2 separate regions of the Mus musculus genome follow, and region 1 is linked to region 2. A link is a contact called in public HiChIP or PLAC-seq data. All regions are on one chromosome and are shown on one strand. The core of a region is the stretch at or near the end of the contact, and the rest is flanking DNA. Distances in the headings are between cores, read along the strand shown. Region 1 overlaps Col8a1 (collagen, type VIII, alpha 1). Region 2 overlaps Col8a1 (collagen, type VIII, alpha 1).

Region 1 (3,152 bases), core at 607-3,106, 71 kb before region 2:
CTCCTCCCTCCCTCAGCAACCCACCCACACCCACTTCCTGGCCCTGGCATTCCCCCACATTGGGGCATAGAGCCTTCATAGGCCAAAGGGCCTCTCTTCCCATTGATGACCAACTAGGCCACCCTCTGCTGCATATGCAGCTGGATCCATGAGTCCCACCATAGGTGCTCTTTTCCCAGTCCCATTCTTGCCCACATCAACTTACCGTTACCAATCATATACTAAATCTTAACTACAATAGTTCTAAATGTCTTTGTTTATAGATTTATTTTTCTGCTTGTGTGTTTCTGCTTGTTTGTACAACATGTGCATGTGTGGTACCTTGGGTACCCTGAAAGACGAATGCAGGTTTTCACTCTCCTTTTTCTTCCTTTTCTGCAATCCCTATTCCCAATCTAGGAGATGGTGCTTCCCAGCATTCAGGATGGGTCTTCTCCCTCAGTTACTCCCATCTGGAAATGTATGTACGGTGTTATCCAGAGGTGTGCCTCCATAACTAATACCCTGGATGATACCTGATCTAGTCAGGTTGACGATCCAGATTAACCACTAAAACAAGGTATAAAGTAAATGTCTAAGACCGTACCTTACCCATAATGAAAATAAACCTGGTCATCACAACACTTGGCCACTCTCTCTCATCTTCATCCCAGGGAGTTCCTCAGTGGGGCTCAAGTTTGGTCCAAGGGCCAGTCACAGCATGATTCCATGTCCCTGACTAGTCCTGTTGAATCTCATGCTGGGTTAGTGGCCAGAAATCTGAATTTTTAACAAGCATTCTCTGTAATTCTAGATGCTCTAGACTTCTAAGCCAGAAGTGAAACAAAATAGTCACTGGCTGACCACGGAAGCGAGAATAAGGAGTAAACACCTCTTTTCTGATGACAGTTAACTAAACAGTGAGATCATAGGCCTGTGTGTGTGCGTGCATGCATGTGTGCATGTGTACATGCATGAGTGTCTATGTGCATGTATTACACTATTAGACTGCCTTTCTCTGCTTTATCTGTGATGTGCTAATGCCCAGTTGACTCATGGTTGACCCCTAGATGTTCCAGTAAGAGTTGTGTAGAGAAGGGGTTCATGGGACTTTAGTCCTCCCCACTTGATTTCTCACTGTTGCCTTCTTTCTCCTGTTTGAGGCATGGCCCAGTAAAATCCATCTGAATGTTTTGTCTGGACAGATGAACATTTAATAAAGCAATCCGTTGCCCAGGACCTGGACAAAGTGCTAATAATAACTATTAATTCACTATAAATGATTACTCCTCTAAGAAAGACAAACAGGTCCCACTGAGACCATGGTTTTAAAGCCCTTTCCAATTTTACATTGCTTTCAGAGAAAAATAATTAGATATGGTTGACTGACCAAAAAAAAAAATCTAGAAAGTTCTATATGAGGAAGAGAGGTTCACTTCAAACCAGTGTTTCCTGTTTTGATCATGTGTTCCAAATGGTCTCACTTTTTCCTTTGGGTTTTACATATATTTTTGTCATTTATGGTCATGCCTACAATCTGTTATGCTTTCAGTGAGTCCAGAATAAACACTCACTTTCTGTGGCTCCTCTATTATTTATAGCTTAAGATCATCCTTCACCTTCCTCCCCAGACCCTGTCCCATCACTGACCATTTGACGTCAGTGCACTCCACCTTAAGTTCCTGATAAAACAAAATGCATGTGCTGTGGGCAAGAAAAACAATACATCTTGACTTTCCCAAAGTAGTCTGCATCAAATGTTTTATGTGTAATTGAAAACATATTTTACAAGCAAATGGAGCCAATAAACTAGGAAAGCCATATGGAAACAGCAAGTCCAACTTCTCTGGGTTTTAATAAACTGCAACAGAGGACTGCAGGAACCGTAAGGCATTACGTTCCAACCCAGACTCAGGAAAACTCAGTAGTGCCTCATAAGTGCTCTGTACAGAAAGTCCCAGCAAGAGGAAGGAGAGGAGATACACACACTGCGTGTGTGTTTGCATCACTGTGCTAGTTTCAGTGTGGAAACCTCTGTGTACAGGTGGGGTGGCTGAAGAGGGGAAAGCCAAGTACCCTCTCTCTGTCTGGTCTCAAGATCTAAAAGCATGACTGTCATTCTGTAATTTTTGTTTCTAAAGCGTAACCTCAAAGGAAATATCTTTCTTAGCAAAATCTTGTTCTCAATTGCAGCACCATCTTCCCCCAGAATTCCTGTCATATCCATGTAATCACATGGCCTTCCCAGTACTTGAACTTGGAAGGTACGTAGTGCCACAGTGATGCTCACAATGGGAAGAATTCTAAGACCTGAGATTGGTTCCTTGACATGTATTATTGAATCAGTATGGTATACTGGCTTCTTGTAAAACCACACTAACTACAAATTGGAATGGACTTTTATATTTGCATTATAAAATAGCAAGATTTATTAAAAATCATTTTACATAAAGTGCTAGCTATAAAGCCATTAATAAAAATTAAATAATGGATTTTAACCCTAGGGATAGAAGCAATACCAACATATGAGTTATATATTTTAATCTAATGTACCTTTTTAAATTCTAAGAAATATGAAATGACTGAAATTTCTTTAATAGTTAACTATAATTAAACAGGTTTATGGACTCAATGGCAATGTGTAGAAATAACCTTTTTCAATCTCTATGCCAGTGTCTAAAGTAGATTTCTTCTGTGTTGAAAAGAAAATCAAACCAGTACCCCGGAGCTCTTGACTCTAGCTGCATATGTATCAAAAGATGGCCGAGTCGGCCATCACTGGAAAGAGAGGCCCATTAGACTTGTAAACTTTATATGCCCCAGTGCAGGGGAACGCCAGGGCCAAAAAGTGGGAGTGGGTGGGTAGGGGAGTGGGGATTGGAGGGTATGGGGGGCTTTTGGGATAGCATTGGAAATGTAAATGAGGAAAATACCTAATAAAAAATATATTTAAAAAAAGGAAAAGAAAATCAAGACGGGAACAGTCATAGACTCTTAATAATTACAAAGTCTAAGTTGGTACAACTTTTATAGATAGATTAGTAACTACACTTCAAGAATCTAGTCCACATATACACAGGATGCATATACAATGACCCAACTGTGTGCATTTGTGAAACAAAAATATCGGTGTTTACAAAAAGACACAGAAGGAAAAGGCAGCCTACAGAATG
Region 2 (2,931 bases), core at 86-2,585:
CATTGCAAAGACATCTACATGGGACAAAAATGTTGCTACTTTCTTCCCATTGAGAAATATTTAGTCAAAATATTTAAAATTTAGGAATTTGTTTTCATTTTTAAAATTTCTAAGTACAAATTAGTCAAGAGCAGAGATAATTTCCCCCAGGTCCTCTGAAAACCACCTGGATAAACTCAAAGCCAAGTTTAGCACATTTTGCTTTCCCTTTTGTGAGCAAAACATGATTTGGTTACTAAATTTCTCTGAGCTCTGTGCATAGAGCTGAGGGCCTCGGTCATTTCCTTATCAGAAGCAACAGGGAAAATTCCAGATATGAAGAATCACAGAGATTTATTGCCTCCTTTCCCAGCCTGACACTTGGCTCAGCACGAAGGAGCAATGGCCAGGAAGAAGTCCTCTGGTAAAGGATGAGGGAACTGGATGTTTGTGAAGCCCAGACTTGGGAGTGACACAAAAGGAGGTCTGAGCTTTTACACAGCCAGCGAAATCTAGCCTGTTTGAAGTTGGATCAATTGATTTCTTAAACATTTCAAATAAGCAAAGTTCTACAGGAAATGGGAGCCAGATGCATTTCTCACTCAGGAGTTCCTTGGAGAAGAGGTATAAAATAGTCACAGAGCAACTCCTCATTTCACGTTGGCCTTCCTTTCACTCCAGAGCTAGGCCTGCATGGTGTGAATGTAGCCATGGGTACTGAGTAAGAAGAGACTGTTTTGTTCAAGCAAAAAGATCAGTCAAAGGTTCCTGATATAAGACAACTTTCCAAATACTATAGTTGACATTAAAAGAACTCAAAAAACAGAGGAACATATCAGAAGTGAAGAGGGCACTATGTTTGCAGTTTTATAAACCCTCAGAGACAGGGCTACCCCAGCTTTCATTCTATGCCTGGAGAAACTGAGGCTCCATGAGAGTGGTCTGGTTCACCAGAGACCACAATGATTATAAGTGGAGAGACTGAGGTTCTCTCATCAAAGGAGATCTTAGTCAAATACGAAAGTAGGGTCGGATAAGAGGAGTTAATCTAGGTCTCTGCAGCACAGCAGGTGCGAAGCTACTCCCATATGTTTAGCCAAAGATTGGTCCTCTTTATGGAAGGTGGGCCCTACTGCACTTTCCATACAGAGCCATGAGCAGCATAGGGCTTTCTTACTAAAGCCTCCAAAGAGCATCTCAGCAGTGCCACCTCATAAAGCAGGAATGGACTCCACACATTTCCCCAAATAACCCAAAGGAGACAATGAAGGCCCGCCCCTCTCTCAGATCTAAGAAAACCTAAGGGAAAAAAAATGAAAACAGACAATGTGTCACACCTGGCTGATGTCTTAACACTTTGTTCCGGTCCATGTAACTTTTACAGAAAATGAAATATTCTTGGTTTCGCATATGCTTCCCAGAAGCCCCAAGGTTTCCTGGAACTTTTTCATAAGAATTTCAGCTATTTCAGCCATCATTTTCAGATATCACAGCTCTGGCTGACAGAGAATAGACACACACCATCTTTGGAACAATTGACCTCTAGGGATTGTGTCTCTGCTTTCTTCTAGGTTTTTCTTCTCATGAAACTATCCCACTATGGTTTTGATTTACTTGTATAATCATATTCTTTTCCCCAGAGATCTCATTTTCAAGATAACAGAAAAATGAACAGTAGACATTCTCATATTTCGCTCTTGAATTTGAATTGATGCACTGATTCTTCAGCACTTCTGTATTGGCAAAGGTAGTTAGAGGCATTTTAATGTGTGTGTGTGTGTGTGTGTGTCCACCACTTATGTCCTTGTTATGGTCATGGTCATGCAATGCACCTTCATAACTACCTGGAAGGCCAAATTCAAATTAAAAGTTTTCAGATTTCTTCCAATTATGCATCAGGGTATAGAGATTTGGGAAGAGCAAATTGCTCCCCTCCCCCAGGTTCTCTGCTCCCATCTTCAGCTCTGCCAGGTACCACAACAGATTTCCAAGCTGTGCATGTGACCACCCAGCTAAGCTTCATTCACAACACCCAGAAAATATGGTGCTCCTGGGCACCATGTGTTTTCCAAGGATGCATATCCCAGTTGAACAGTCAATCTTAGGAAGCCGGATACTGACAACATCCCACTTAGGTATTAGAAAGGTCTTGACATCATCAAGACAGATTTAGAGTTCTAGGTATTCAGGGCATTTTCAAGAATGATATAATTTCTACATAACATCGTCCCTTGACTTCTTACACCAGGGAACTTGGAGAAACCGGGGCTAGAAGAAAGGATCAGAGAGGGTGTTCACCCTATCTGTGTGATGCCTGGAAATGACCTTCCAACAATAAGTGCCTAGTGAGAATTAGCCTGTTCCCACATCTCACTCATCCTTCCACATAGCCATGAAATGTATCTCAAAACATCTAAAATTAGAGACCCAAGAGCCATAGATTAATATAAGACAAAGTCTTTGTACCTCAATGGCACTAAGGGTTATGCAATTTGCAATTTGAATTACAAGTTTGGCCATCTGATTTCCTACTCCAGTGGTCTAAAGCTAATGAAGAAGCATAGCACATGATATCTTCTCAAAGAGACACCAAGACAAAGACAGTGACGTGGCCCCTGGAAAAATGGGAGCCAGGGGTGGGTGCTTTGGGTTTATATTTGTTCCAAGTGAGGCTTCTCTTGCCTGTCTACATGTCTGCGTCTACTCCTGCTTCTCTTGGTAATTACAGCATAACAATAGCTACTGCATTGCTGTTACTCCCTGTGAGAGTCCATGGAAGCATTTTACAAATATTCTCTTAAATTGTTCCTATGTCTTAGGATCTAAACATTATTTTTACAGAGGAGGAACATGAGGCAAATATATATTTGTTTAAAAACCAAAATGAGCAAAAACAACCACATCGCCTTTAATCATATTGAGTAATAAGGAATCAAATTCCAAGTTGAGATG

Evidence for each region. HiChIP or PLAC-seq counts read pairs in DNA pulled down with a chosen protein or histone mark.
Region 1: an H3K4me3 HiChIP or PLAC-seq map of the 230-238 cell line shows a contact between it and region 2, with 2.1 times the contacts expected there. The contact joins two enhancer-like sites. A contact is called at or near these places in 1 of 15 datasets of contacts at CTCF or cohesin (pro-B cells), 17 of 484 Hi-C or Micro-C datasets (the C2C12 cell line, the C3H10T1/2 cell line, cerebral cortex and 10 more) and 6 of 115 datasets of contacts at active chromatin or transcription factors (the 230-238 cell line, a colorectal cancer cell line, embryonic fibroblasts and 3 more).

Annotation. Positions count from the first base shown.
Region 1 is chr16:57,732,040-57,735,191 of GRCm38.p6, reverse strand. The region is part of intron 1 of Col8a1 (collagen, type VIII, alpha 1); the gene reads left to right. Among named protein-coding and RNA genes, the nearest start is that of Col8a1, 21 kb to the left of the region's middle. Within about 2 kb of position 1,856, at least 9 of the 459 cell types and tissues checked have an H3K27ac peak or open chromatin away from gene starts, as enhancers often do. A contact at or near this core is called in the 230-238 cell line, where this site is marked.
Region 2 is chr16:57,660,290-57,663,220 of GRCm38.p6, reverse strand. The region is part of intron 2 of Col8a1 (collagen, type VIII, alpha 1); the gene reads left to right. Among named protein-coding and RNA genes, the nearest start is that of Gm51269, 51 kb to the right of the region's middle. Within about 2 kb of position 1,335, at least 5 of the 459 cell types and tissues checked have an H3K27ac peak or open chromatin away from gene starts, as enhancers often do. A contact at or near this core is called in the 230-238 cell line, where this site is marked.